Regions from separate parts of the Sus scrofa genome. Here region 2 is linked to region 1. The links are chromatin contacts, called in public HiChIP or PLAC-seq maps. All regions are on one chromosome and are shown on one strand. The core of a region is the stretch at or near the end of the contact, and the rest is flanking DNA. Distances in the headings are between cores, read along the strand shown.

What was found. HiChIP or PLAC-seq counts read pairs in DNA pulled down with a chosen protein or histone mark.
Region 2: an H3K27ac HiChIP or PLAC-seq map of alveolar macrophages shows a contact between it and region 1. The contact joins the enhancer-like site here to the promoter of LOC100156657 in region 1. A contact is called at or near these places in 4 of 47 Hi-C or Micro-C datasets (adipose tissue, epiblast stem cells, retroperitoneal adipose tissue and 1 more) and 2 of 2 datasets of contacts at active chromatin or transcription factors (alveolar macrophages and skeletal muscle).

What each region holds. Positions count from the first base shown.
Region 1 is chr7:30,330,250-30,337,590 of Sscrofa11.1, forward strand. It overlaps LOC100156657, which reads right to left and starts at 1,802. Exons shown (of 5, transcript NM_001190191.1): 1 at 1,709-1,802; 2 at 421-604; 3 at 205-230. The coding sequence starts at 531.
Region 2 is chr7:30,406,301-30,413,577 of Sscrofa11.1, forward strand. All of the region lies in intron 1 of NUDT3 (nudix hydrolase 3), which reads right to left. Among named protein-coding and RNA genes, the nearest start is that of NUDT3, 12 kb to the right of the region's middle. Within about 2 kb of position 1,946, at least 2 of the 83 cell types and tissues checked have an H3K27ac peak or open chromatin away from gene starts, as enhancers often do. A contact at or near this core is called in alveolar macrophages, where this site is marked.

The sequences.
Region 1 (7,341 bases), core at 552-3,051:
GCTCCTGGCGGGGGCGCTTCCAGTGGGTGCCTTTTGGGGTACACTAGAGCTCTAATACATGTCTGGGTGTGAAAACCGAACAGTGGAGTGTAGGGAATTCCAGGCTAGTTTCATAATGCCTGAGGGGCGTCTTAACCTGCGCAGGGAGCTGAGATGCCATGGGGAGAACTTTAAGCAGAATGTTCAGGGGGCGGGGACACTCACCGCTTTTTCTTCTGGACATACATTACCTGTAACAGAGACACAGCACTGTGGAGGCAGCTGAGCCCAGCATGGCCCACGAGTGAGTGGGGCCCATTTCCACACCCTCCGCTCCCGTAACAGGACAGCTGAGGTGCCCTGTGCAGGCTGGACCAGGCCCACCCAGCCCTGCCTTAGCAAAAGTGTGGGTATATATGAGTGGATGTGGGGGCTCCTTACCACAGCCACCACCACCCCGACCAGGGTGATGAGGAAGAAAGGCCCCAACACATAGCCCACCATGGAGTCGCTGTTGGCCTGGGGGGCATTGGGCACTGTGGTGTTACTCATGACATCGGCAGCTGGAGGGCTGGGTAGTCAGCATGGGCAGTGCTGCCTCGGGAGGGCGCCTCCACTGGGCTCCCTGGGGAGGAGGAAGGAGGTTGTCAATGTCACCCAGAGAGACACCTAGGCTCTGGATCCCTCCCCAAGAGCCAGTAATGTGTGAAAACTTAAGTCAGGTGCTGGGACAAGGGATCTTCCAGGTCAGTGTGCTGGGGTTAACCCTCCAGCAACTCTGCAAATCCTGGGTGTAAAGGGCACCCAGGAAAGGCCCAGAGTCAGGGCCTGAGGCCCTTTCAGCTCCTATCCCCAAATCAAGGTGGGGCCCAGCTCAGGGTGCTGGCCGAAACATTTGCAGCTATCAATTTCTGGGGAAAGGTTAGGTGTATGGTCCCAGCCCCTGCCCAACCTTCTAGGGCACTGGGCTGCCAGCAGCTCCAAGGGAGCAAAATAAGGAGGTTAAGATTAAACTATGAGGGTCCTGGACTGTAGCCTAGGGGTGAGGTAGGGGCTTCTGAAGGGGCGCATCTCCCTCAGTCCCGGTCCAATTCCCACACTTCAGGCCATAGGTCCTATATGCCCTCTTTGTCCCTGGTGTCACTCCAGACATATCTCCTGGGCACCATTTCCCCCACTGGTCTCATGTGCCAGGGTAGACACAAGTGGGCAGGACTGGATTGCATCTGCGAGGTGATGTCACCTTCCCCTGATCCCCACTCGGGGCTCCGCCCTAGTCCCTCCCCTCCTGGCCCGGGTTTGACAGGCGGAGGTGGAGAGGGTCAGTTCCCATGACAGAGGGAAGGAGATTGCCCGTGGAGGCTCAACGCCGATGCCCCGCGGTCTGCGACCTCGGTTCGCCTCGGTTCCCATCGGAAGGCAAGGTATGAGCTTGGGCCGGTCCCGGGGCCCGTGGGGGCTGCGGGCTTGCCCAGTCGCATCGCACCGTCCCAGAATCGCACCGTCCCACAGTCGAGGGGACATGCCGAGATAGGGAGAGTGACAGGCCGTTCTTAGGACGCGGACCAGCAACGGCGTGCGGGAGGTAGTTGCCATGGCGCTGGGAGGCTCAGGCCGGGGGAGGGGAACTTGGGAGCGCAGAGGGGCCCGGGTATCCCGGAATCCCGACACCCCGAGGCGTGGACTTGTGCCGGCGCTCTGCAGCCCATCCAACCCGGCCATGCCTTACCTCCCGCCGCTGCAGCCCGGAGTGGAACGCCCTCGGTTGGCTCCCGGGCCCCGGAAGAGCCGGCAGGCGCGTGATCAAAGGACCCGGGGAAATGGGCGGGGCCACAGCATCGGAAGGCAGAAGGCCCGGAGACTCCTGGAGCGGCCAATCAGGAGGCGGGGAATGGGCGGTGCGAAGGCGGAGACGGCCCGGGCTGCAGGGACCACCACGCGACGGCAGGGGGCAGCCGAGGGCTGCGCAGCGGGGAGGGGCGGGGCGCGCGCGGCTTCCCGGCGTCCCCCGGGGCGGGAGCGCTTGGGAGTTCACATTCCAGGCAGAGCTTGGTCTCCTTTGCGTGCTGATCTGGTTGGAGCCCTGGCCCCACAAGCGCCCCCGTTAGTCTTTTTTTTTTTTTTGTCTTTTGGCCTTTTCTAGGGCCTCTTCTGTAGCATATGGAAGTTCTCAGGCTAGGGGTCGAATCGGAGCTGTAGCCGCCGGCCTACGCCAGAGCCACAGCAACTCGGGATCCGAGCCGTGTCTTCGACCTACACCACAGCTCACGGCAACGCCAAATCCTTAACCCACCGAGCAAGGCCAGGGATCGAACCCGCAACCTCACGGTTCCCAGTCAGATTCGTTAACCACTGCGCCACGATGGGAACTCCGCGCCCTGTTAGTCTTTATAGAACCGCACAGACGGTAGTATTGCAGCCTGGCCCTCTGTGCTCTGCCCAGAGGGTAGAATATGCAGGTCCAGAGTCGCACCTGCCCAGCCCATGGACCTTGGATACACCCACCCAGCCATCCTCTCTATGCCTCAGTCTTAAAGTTGGCAAAACAGGCTGCTATAAAGATTACACAGTGACATGGGTAGAGCCTGGCACATGGCATACCCTGTATTTTAAATTCCCTGTTAACCTCCTTCCAGTTTTCTGAGGCACAGACGGAGCTATGAGGTGAAGTCCCCCTGGGTCACAGGTAGCTTGATCAGTAGGTGAGCTTGGTTTGGTAAGTAAAATGTCACAATGTCACACACTTAACTGGAGAAATGTGAATAAGATTGTTGGATTTTACCAGTGTCAGTGTCCTGGTTGTGATGTTATACTACAGTTCTGCAAATGTTAGCACTGGGCGGAGCCGGCCAAAGCATATGAGGGATTGCTAATATTTCTTACAACTACATGTGAGTCTAAAGTTAAGTCAGGGGTTCCCGTTGTGGTGCAGCAGAAACAAATCCCACTAGTATCCATGAGGATGCAGGTTCAATCCCAGTTCTTGCTTAGAGGGTTGGGGATCTGGCATTGCTATAAGCTGTGCCGTAGGTCGCAGAGGTGGGTGGGATCCCATGTTGCTGTGGCTGTGGTATAGGCCGGCAGCTGTAGCTCCAATTCAACCCCTAGCCAGGGAACCTCCATATGCCACCAGTGCGGCCCTAAAAAGCAAATAAATAAATAAAGTTACGTCAAACTGTGTGTGTATAGTTTATACCACACCCTCCTCTCCACCACCACAATCACATGCAATTGGGAAAATTCCAGATTGGCAGGTGATGGAAAACGTCCAAGGACATAAAAGTTGTGGCAGGTTAAGGTCTCCTGAATCCTCAAGTGCTAATGGAGATACAGGGGTGGCATGGGTCATTGTTCTTGCCAGGGGCAGCCAATGGCATGGACATGGTTGAGCCACTTCACTTCCTCAAGTCCTACCAGCGGCAATTAATTGAGGGCAGATCTGAAGGAGTAATACCCAGTTAGGAACCAGAGGACAGGTGAGAACTCTGGCCTTTTGCTTAGAATTGCCACCATCTGACTGATGGGGAATCAGATAAAGGGAAAGGAATGAGAGAAAAGCTTGGGTTTGGAGGCTGCAGGTAGATTTCCTGGGGTTCTCAGGCTTTTGAGTGTGGAGAGTAGGGAGACCACTCATGCCAGGCTTTTACCAGAGCTGAGGGCAGAGGGAGGAGGCCCCTACCCATGTAGTGCCCCTCTCATCTTACAAGGAAGTGGGAATTAAGTAGTAGGTTTTAGAAACCAGGCCCCCTTGTCTGCCCACACATCCAACCTTTGTCCCTGTTCTCAGGACTTCCAACCACATAAACTGAGGGTCTAGTGATACTGGGATGATACTCAGCATGTATTTACTTCCTTTACCCCAGAACACTATTCAAGGTAGTAGGGGCAACTTCAATTTAAGGAGTTCCCGTTGTGGCGCAGCGGAAGCGAATCCAACTAGGAACCAGGAGGTTTCGGGGTCAATCCCTGGCCTTGCTCAGTGCGTTAAGGATCTGGCATTGCCGTGAGCTGTGGTGTAGGCCGGCAGCTGTGGCTCTGATTAGACCCCTGGCCTGGCAACTACCATATGCTGTGGGTGCGGCTCTAAAAAAGACCAAAAATAGGAGTTCCTGTAGTGGCGCAGTGGTTAACGAATCTGACTAGGAACCATGAGGTTGCGGGTTCGATCCCTGCCCTTGCTCAGTGGGTTAACGATCCGGCATTGCCGTGAGCTGTGGTGTAGGTTGCAGACACGGCTCGGATCCCGAGTTGCTGTGGCTCTGGCATAGGCTGGCAGCTTCAGCTCCGATTAGACCCCTAGCCTGGGAAACTCCATATGCCGCAGGAGCAGCCCAAAAAATAGCAAAAAGACAAAAAAAAATTAAAAAAAAATAAATAATAAAAAAGACCAAAAATAAATAAATAAATAAATACAAATGAACAAGCTGAGACCCTGAGCAGCTCAAAGACTTCTGAGAGCCCTTGGTGTGATAGACAAGGGTAGGGCATAATGGGAGGATGGGTGGGGCACCTCTTTCTGACCAGCTGTGTGCTGGCTGCTGCTCTAGGGCTGCATTTGAGGCCTGGTTTGTTCCTATGATGACATAAACTTCAGTAAGTTAAATCCACATACTGTAAACCCTTGCAACTAGTAAAATAACAGAGTTATAGCTTATCAGCCAACAAAAGAGACAAAACAGAAGAGTTCTCTTTTGGTGCCTCAGGTTAAGGATCCAGTGTTGTCACTGCAGTGGCTTGGGTCACTGCTATTGAGTGGGTTTAATCCCTGGCCTGGGAAATTCCACATGCCATGGGCATAGCCAAAAAAAAAGAGATAAAATAGAGTAAAAAATTCTCAGAGTTCCCACTATGGCACAGTGGGTTAAGAATCCGATTGCAGGAGTTCCTGTTGTGGCTCAGTGGAAATGAACCTGAACCTGACCTAGTATTCATGAGGATGCAGGTTGGATCCCTGGCCCCACTCAGTGGGTTAAGGATCTGGCATTGCTGTGAGCTGTGGTATAGGTCACAGAGACAGCTCAGATCCTGCATTGCTGTGGCTGTGGTATAGGCCAGCAGGTGTAGCTCCTATTCAACCCCTAAACTGGGAACTTCTATATGCTGCAAGTATGGTCCTAAAAAGCAAAACCAAAACAAAGAAAAACTGACTCAAGAAGAAATAGAGACTCTCAACAGACCTGTAATAAGTAAGAAGGTTGGATCAGTATTCGAAAACCTCCCAAAAAAGAAAAGTCAGGACTAGATGTCTCCACTGGCCAATTCTACCAAACATTTAAAGAATTAATATCAATTCTATCCCAACTTTTCCAAAAATTAAAGGAAGGGGAACACTTTCTAGCACAGTGTGTGAGGCCAATATTATCCTGATACCAAAGCCAGAGAAAGATTCTGTAAGAAAACTAAAATAGGCGAATATTCCTTACGAATATAGATACAGAAATCTTCGAAAAATACTAATAAACAACATCCAATGGAACTTTAAAAAGGATTATACACAATGACCAAATGGGATTTATCCTAGAATGCCAGTGTGTTTCAGCTATAGGAAAATCAATACCACACAGCACATTAATAGAACAAAGGAGGACAAAGGAAAACAGCCACATAACTCAATGGCTGCAGAAAATCTGACAAAAATTCAACATTCGGAGTTCCCTTCATGGCTCAGTGGTTAATGAATCCAACTAGGAACCATGAGGTTATGGGTTCGATTCCCTGGCCTTGCCCAGTGGGTTAAGGATCCAGCATTGCTGTGAGCTGCAGTGTAGGTTGCAGACGTGGCTTGGATCTGGCATTGCTGTGGCTGTGGTGTAGGCTGGCAGCTGTAGCTCTGATTCGACGGATTGGACCCCTGGCCTGGGAACCTCCATGTGCCACGGGTGCGGCCATGGAAAAGCCAAAAAACAAACAAACAAACAAAAAATCAACATTCTTTTGTGATAAAATCACTCAGCAAACTAAGAATAAAAGGGTAGCCTTTTCAGCAAATGGTGCTGGAACAACAGATAAACTATATGCAAAAATTTGGAGTCCCTGTTATGGCTCAGCAGGTTAAGAACCCAACTAGTATGCATGAGGATGCGGGTTTGATCTGTAGCCTTGCTCAGTGGGTTAAAGATCTGACATCGTGAGCTGCAGTGTAGGTTGTAGATAATGACTCGGATCTGGGGTTGCCATGGCTGTGGTGTAGGCTGGCAGCTACAGCTCTGATTCAGCCCCTAGCCTGGGAACTTCCATATGCTGCAAGTGCAGCCCCAAAAAGAAAAAAAAAAAAAAAAAAAGAAAAAAATTATCAACTTGAATTTATACCATGTAATATGGTATATACATTATGATGCATGATTTTATTATACAAAATTCTAGAAAATGCAAACTAAATTATAGTGACAGAAAGCAGATTAGTGTTTATTTGAAGAAAGTGGCATGAGGGTCAGGAGAGACCCTCACACACACAAAGAGGCACGAAAAAACTCTTTGGGGTGATGGATAGGTCTCTTTGTATGAACACATATGTCAAGCCTTATTATACACTTTAAATATGTGCAGCTTATTTAAGTTACTTATATCTCAATACAGTTTAAAAAAACATGAGTAAGGAATGCCTTAATGGGGAGTTCCCACTGTGGCTCACTGGGTTAAGGATCTGGTATTCAGTGCACATTTACCTGATAAACGAGATAATGGACTGAATGACACGTGGGACAGTGGGCCCCTATCCAGGGCTTGGGAAGGGGGAGACACATAAAGGAGGAACCAAGACTGTAGCAAAATCTGTCGGCCACTACCATACCGGCCTGGTTCAACCTTGCCAGGCTGGCCCAACGTGTCCTGACCTCATTACTAACTACTCTGTGGCTTCAAGTAAGTCAATACCTTGGACTCTCAGCATTCTTCACTCTAAGATAATACCCACCTCAAAAATAACAACGTTTATGAGATTAAGTATTAGGTAAATGATAACATGGTCCATAAATGTAAGGGACTATTTCCTTTTGACTACAAAAATCAAATTGCTATCAAGAGGTAGAGGAGTTCCCTTTGTGGCACAGCCAGTTAAGGATCCGGTGTTTTCTCCATGGTAGTGTGGGTTTGATCCCCAACCCAACCCAGTGCAGTGGGTTAAAGGATCTGGCGTAGGATGCAGCTGTGGCTTGGATTCCATCCATGGCCTGGGAACTTCCATATGCCTTGGGTGTGGCCATAAAAAAAACAAACAAAAAACCCCCAAAGAGTTGGAAAAAATACAAAATCACAAAAAAGAAAATAAAATTCCTCATAATCCCAACTTCAAAGGGTACTTCCTTCCCAGCCCTGTCTCACACAAGTTCACTTACTTTTGTGCACTCACCTGGTGTTCTGCGT
Region 2 (7,277 bases), core at 696-3,195, 76 kb after region 1:
GGCGATTTTCTAATTCTATTGGCCTGTCTGTCTGTCTGTCTGTCTGTCTGTCTGTCTATCCATCCATCCATCCATCCATCCTTCTATCCATCCATCCTTCTATCCATCTAACTATCCGTATTTTTTTTTTTTTTTTTGTCTTTTTGCCTTTTCTAGGGTCGCTCCCGCAGCACATGGAGATTCCCAGGCTGGGGTCTAATCGGAGCTGTAGCCACCGGCCTACACCAGAGCCACAGCAACGCCAGATCTGAGTTGTGTCTGCGACCTACACCACAGCTCACAGCAACGCCGGATCCTTAACCCACTGAGCAAGGCCAGGGATCGAACCCGCAACCTCATGGTTCCTAGTCGGATTCGTTAACCACCTCGGGCCCTTCTATATTTATAAATTAGCTGGAATTCCACAAATAAGAAATTTCCTTCCTTGACTGTTTAATTACAAGTAAATATAGGAAAGGTAATGGAATGTCTGATTATTTTTTCCTCCTTTACTAATTTTCAGAATAACAAGACAGTGCCAGAACAATCCCCAAACACTGTTACTGTTACAGCATTAATTTGATTTTTATATTTCATGTGTTTCAATCAACTGCAGTCATTAATCTCTTGATGCTCCCACCTTTAACTAGCAAGAGACACTTTAGGGTGGCTCCTCTTCCTCGTTTTTTGGCTATGCTTGCAGTATATGGAAGTTCCAGGGCCAGGGATCAAACCCATGCCACAGCATTGACAACACCAGATCCTTAACCTGCTATACCACCAGGGAACTCCTCATGTCTCCCTTTTCTCCAGCACTTCATTATAAAAATTTCCAGGGAGTTCCCTTGTGGTGCAGCAGGTTAAGGACCCGGCATTGTCACAGTAGCAGCTTGGGTCACTGCTGTGACAGAGGTTTGATCCCTGGCCTGGGAACTTCTTCATGCCTTGGGCACAGTAAAAATTTTTTTTCAAACACATAGCTAAGTTGAAAGAATTGTACACCAACCACCCATATGCCTGCCACCTAGACTCTACCAAATCTAGGTTTTACGGATCTTGTTTTTTTTTAATCTTTTTAATAGACATCTCTAATCTTGGATTGTTTTCTTGCTTTTTGTCATTATAAGATATCTCAGGCTCACTTTAAGTAATTCCTGCTCCAGATATGAATTCGGCTGTTCAGCTGTTTCTCTAAGGAGACTTGGCTCATTTTAGTGTGAAATAACATTTAGAGACCTCAATTTAGGTACTGGCTGCAGTTGTGTTATCATCGTTTCTAGGGCTTTTCAATGACAAATAAAAAATATATATTATTAGAAGGAGTTCCCGTTGCGGCTCAGTGGTAACAAACCCGACTAGTATCCATGAGGATGCAGGTTCGATCCCTGCCTTGCTCGGTGGGTTAAGGAGTCTGCGTTGCCATGAGCTATGGTGTAGGTTGCAGATGTGGCTCGGATCTGGCATTGCTATGGCTGTGGTATAGGTTGGCAGCTGCAGCTCCAATTAGACCTCTAGCCTGGGAACTTCCATATGCTGCAGTTTCTGTCATGGCTCAGCAGTTGACAAACCCGACTAGTACCCCTGAGGATGCGGGTTCGATCCCTGGCCTCGTTTATGAGTTAAAGATCTGGTGTTGCCGTGAGCTGTGGTGTAGGTCGAAGACGTGGCTTAGATCCCATGTTGCTGTGGCTGTGGCATGGGCCAGCAGCTGTAGCTCCAATTGGACTCCTAGCCTGGGAACCTACATATGCCTCAGGTGCAGCCCTAAAAAGACCGGAAAAAAAAAAAGGAAAGAAAGAAAGAAAGATAAAGAAAATGATTTAAAAAAAAAAAAAAGTAGTAACTGAGGAGTTCCCACTGTGGTACAGTTCCCACTGTGGTACAGTGGGTTAAGAATCAGACTGCACCAGCTTAGGTCACATGGGTTTGATCCTGGCCCAGTCTAGTGGGTTAAAGGATCCAGTATTGCAGCTGTGACATAGGCTGCAGCTGAGACTATGATTCAATCCCTGGCCCGGAACTTCCGTTTGCCATGGGTATAGCCATTTAAAAAAAAAAAAAAAAAAAAAAGGGAGTTCCCGTCATGGCGCAGTGGTTAACGAATCCGACTAGGAACCATGAGGTTGCGGGTTCGATCCCTGCCCTTGCTCAGTGGGTTAACAATCCGGCGTTGCCGTGAGCTGTGGTGTAGGTTGCAGACGCGGCTCGGATCCCGCGTTGCTGTGGCTCTGGCGTAGGCCAGTGGCTACAGCTCCGATTCAACCCCTAGCCTGGGAACCTCTATATGCCGCGGGAGCGGCCCAAGAAATAGCAATAATAACAACAAAAAGACAAAAGACAAAAAAAAAAAAAAAAAAAAAAGGAGAATTGAAAAGAAAAATAAATTATGGGTCATACTGAAATTTCCATTCTATATTTAAAATTACTAAGATTTTTTTGTTGTTGTTCATAGCCACACCTGTAGCATATGGAAGTTCCCAAGCCCCGGACTGCATTTGAGCTGCAACCTACAAAGCCACAGCTACAGTAATGCCAGATCCTTTAACCCACAGTGCCAGGACAGGGATTGAGCCTGTGTCTCCTCAGTGGCCCCAGCTGCTTCAGTCAGATTCTTAACCCACTGTGGCACAGCAAGAACTCCATCTTTGTAGTTTTTCCTAGACTGAGGACAGCTCTCACTAGGGACAGTAAATCTAAATTCTGGGGGGGGGGTTGTTTTATTTTTTTGGTCGTGCCTATGGCATGTGGAAATTTCCAGGACAGGGATCAAACCCATGATACAGCAGCAATCCAAGCCACTGCGTGATAACACTGGATCCCTAACCCACTGTGCCACAGGAGAACTCCTCTAAACACTGTTTTTTTGGGGGGAAAACACTATTTTAAAGTCATATGACAGATTTACTTTCTGTATAATGCTGCTGCTAGGTTGATATGCAGTGAAATTCATCTGTTTATGTTGTTTTCCATTTTAGGAACTGTGCTTTGTTGTAGCAAATACAATTCATGCACACTGGAATGTATAGCTCAACAGGGGACAGTTTGATAAGTCTGACTTGTGCATGTACTTGAACCCATACCCCATAAAGATACAGATTCTTCTTCTTTTTTTTTTTTTTTTTTTTTTTTTTTTTTGCTTTTTAGAGCCACACCTGCGATATATGTAAGTTCTCAGGCTAGGGAGTCAAATCAGAGCTGTGGCTGCCAGCCACAGCCACAGCCACAGCAACGCCAGATGGAGCTGCATCTGTGACCTACACACAGCTCAGGGCAACGCCAGATCGTTAACCCACTGAGTGAGGCCAGGCATCAAACCTGCATCCTCATGGATACCAGTCAGGTTCATAACCTGCTGAGCCACAACAGGAACTCTCAAAATACATACATTTCTATCTCCCCAGAAAGTTCCCTGTATCTCTTTCCTCTCAATGTCCCTGACCCAGAAGCAATGACTATTATGAATTATACTACCACAAATTAGTTTTGCCTGTTCTGGATCTTCGTATAAATGAAATCATACAGTAACCATGGAGGTTTTCTTTTGGTTTTTTCTGGTCTTTTAGGGCTGAATTCGTGGCATACGGACGTTCCCAGGCTAGGGGTTGAATTGGAGCTGCAGCTGCCGGCCTACAGCACAGCTCGTGGCAATGCCAAATTCTTAACCCACTGAGTGAGGCCAGGAATACTAGTCAAGTTCATTTCCACTGAGCCACAACAGCAACTCCCCACCAGAGATTTTTAACCACACAGATATACCGTAATCTATTTAACTAGCCCTCTTTTTTTTTTTCCTCTTTTTTGGTCTCCCTGAAGCATATGGAATTTCCAGGCCAGGAATCAGATCAAAGTCACAGTTGCGACCTATGCTGTAGCTGCGACAACATCAGATCCTTCAACTCACTGTGCCAGCTAGGGATGGAACCTGTGACTCAGCACTGCAGAGACTCTGCCAATCCTGTTGTGCTACAGTGGGAACTCCTCACCAGCCCTCTTCACTTTGGGCACTTCCAGTTCTGCTATTAAAACAGTGCTACAGGAGTTCCTGCACAGTGGGTTAAGAATCCAGCCCAGCACAGGGGTTAAAGTATCTGCCATAGGTCACAGCTGCGGCTCGGATTCAATTCCTGGCCAGGGAACTCCCATATGTCATGGATGCAACCATAATAAATAAATAAATAAAACAATGCTACAATAAATAGTCCTATACATGAACCATTTCCCACATGTGATATGTAGAGCTCATACATTCATTCTCTCACTCCTTCATTCAACTAATATTCACTTAATGCCTACTCAGTGCCAATCACTGTTCTAGGCATTGCAGATAGAGTGACAAATAAAGATTCTGCTCTTGTGGAACATATAATCTAATGGGAGAAGACAGAAAATAAAAAAATAATAATAATGTCAAATGGTATGTACTAACAGGATAAATAAGGTCAAATAAGGAACAAGAAATTGAGTACTTTTTTTTTTTTTTTTGCTTTTTAGGGCCGCACCCGTGGCACATGGAAGTTCCCAGGCTAGGGGTCAAGTTGGTGCTACAGCTGCCGGCCTACGCCAGAGCCACAGCAATGCAGGATCCGAGCCTCATCTGCGACCTACACCACAGCTCATGGCAGTGCCAGAGATCCTTAACCCACTGAGCCAGGCCAGGGGTCAAACCCGTAACCTCATGGTTCCTAGTCGGATTTGTTTTCACTCCTCCACGATGGCAACTCCAAGAGTACTTTTTTAGATAGGAAGATCTCTCATAAGAGGTAACATCTGAGCACAGACCTGATCAAAGCAAGGAACAAGGCTTTGGCTTTCTAGGGAAGGGCATCTCAGGCAAAGGTACCCTCAGGAACAAAGGTCCTGCCCTGAGGCAATGGGATATTTGGGGCAAAGTAAGAAAGCCAGAGGCTAGAGCAGAATTAGCAAAGGAGTAAGAGGAGGCGAGAAGTCATAGAGGGCTCCTCAGAAGGAGTTGCCCAAGTGAAGACGCATGCGCTCCCAGGGGTTCTAAGCAAATATGTTAACAGTCACTGGGGTTCGGCGCAGAGAAGAGACTGCAAGGTACACAAGGATGGGATAAGGAGACTAGTTAGGAAGATCTGTAACAGTCCAAGGAGAGAAATGATGATGCTTCAGACTAAGTGATAAGGTTTGACTCTACTTTCAATGGGAGAGCCGAGAGAATTCCTGATGTGGGCTGTGAGAAAAAGAAGGAGTCAAACATGACTCCAGTTCCTTGGCCTGGGCAAATGCACAAAATGGGAAGACAATGGGAAGAACAGATTTGGAGGTTCAATTCAGTTCAGTTTTGCGTGTGTTAAGTCTGAGGTGCCCATTCAATTCACAAAGGGAGCTGTTGAGAAGGCAGTTGGAGAGGGGTCTGCAGCTCAGCAAAGTGGTCAGAGATCAACATGTGGCAGTACGTGGACCCTGCGGCTGGATGAGATTAGCCTGTGGCTACGTTGTGCTTTAAAGGATCCAACAAAGAAAAGAAGAAACAGTGAGGGAGAAAGAAAACCAAGCATGGGGCATGCAAGAAGCCAAGCCAAGTGTTTGAAAGAGGAAGTAATGATCGACTAGGTTAAACGTTACTAAGAGGTCAAGTAAGATGAAGAATGAGAACTGACCACTGGGTTTGGCAACAGAGAGGTCACTTGTATCGTGGTAAAGGCAGTTTCTCCATAAAACCCAAGACAAGAACTGCCATGTCAAAGATAGACACATTTGTAATTTTAATAAATAATCACGAAGAGGTCTAGTGGCTCAGTGGGTTACGAACCTGACTAGTATGCACGAGGACTATAGTGTTTGATGCTGGCCTTCCTGAGTGGGTTAAGGATCCACTGTTGCAGTGAGCTGTGGTGTATGTAGGTTGCAGAGCGGCTCGGAGATGCACTGCTGTGGCTGTGGCAGGCAGCTGCAGCTCTCAAATTCAACCCTTAGCCTGGGAACTTCCATATGCTGCAGGTGCAGCCCTAAAAAGCAAAACAAAACAAAAAAAAGGTATCTACTATTTGATTCTAATTCATTAGTGTGTTTATTTACTTATCAATAAAAGGTTCCAAGTTGCTGGCAAAACAGAAATCCTCTTCCCTCAAGGTATTGTCCCCCTAGGGTTGGGGATCAGTACATTAAATGAATTACCCAACATAAATTCTGTGAGATGGCACAGACTCTCAAGTTCAATATCTGAAAGAAATCCTAAATGTTCTATCATGGGAAAACCCAGTAGGATTCTGAAAGGGTTCACAACCAAATACACACACACTTTGGTTGGGCTAATACTCAAGGTTATCACTTGTCACTAAGATTGGGAATAAAGAACGAGCTGGTGTCTCTGTGGAAGCACTGGTCCGATCCCTGGCCCAGTGCAGTGGGTTAAGGATCCTGTGTTGCTGCAGGATTTGGATTCGGTCTGTGACCCAGGAACTTCCATATGCCATGGATTCAGCCAAAAAAAAGAAAAAAGAAAGAGCTGGGAGACTTGTATGAAATATATCTGAACACATTACTGATAGACACTAGCATTTAGTATATTTTGGTTACTTTCAGTTCCTCCACTAGATTGTAAGCTTTTTTTTTTTTTTAAGCGAAATTCGTTTATTTGGTTAAACATTCTATATACAAAGAGATTATTTTTTTAAATTATTTTAAAAATTAATTATAACGGGAGTTCCTGTCATGGCTCAGTGGTTAACGAATCTGACTAGGAACCATGAGGTTGCGGATCTGATCCCTGGCCTTGCTCAGTGGGTTAAGGATCCGGTGTTGCCGTGAGCTGTGGTGTAGGTTGCAGACGTGGCTCGGATCCCGCATTGCTGTGGCTCTGGCGTAGGCCGGTGGCTACAGCTCCGATTCGACCCCTAGCCTGGAACCTCCATATGCCGTGGGAGTGGCCCAAGAAATGGTAAAAGACAAAAAAAAAAAAAAAAAAATTAAAGTATAACGGTGTATGATTTACAATGTTGTGCCAATTTCTGCTGTACAGCAAAGTGACCCAGTCACACACATATATATATATACATTCCTTTTCTTATGTTATCTTCATCTTCCATCATGGACTACCCCAAGAGATTGGCTAGAGTTCCCTGTGCTATACAGTAGGACCTCATTGCTTATCCATTCTAAACACAATAGTTTGCATCTACAAACCTCAAACTCCCCTTCCATCCTACTCCCTCTCCCCTCCCCCTTAGCAACCACGAGTCTGTTCTGGATCAGACTGTAAGCTTTTTGAAAGTAGAGATTATGCATTCATTCATTCATTCATTCGCACAGTCAACAAATAATATTGAGCTACT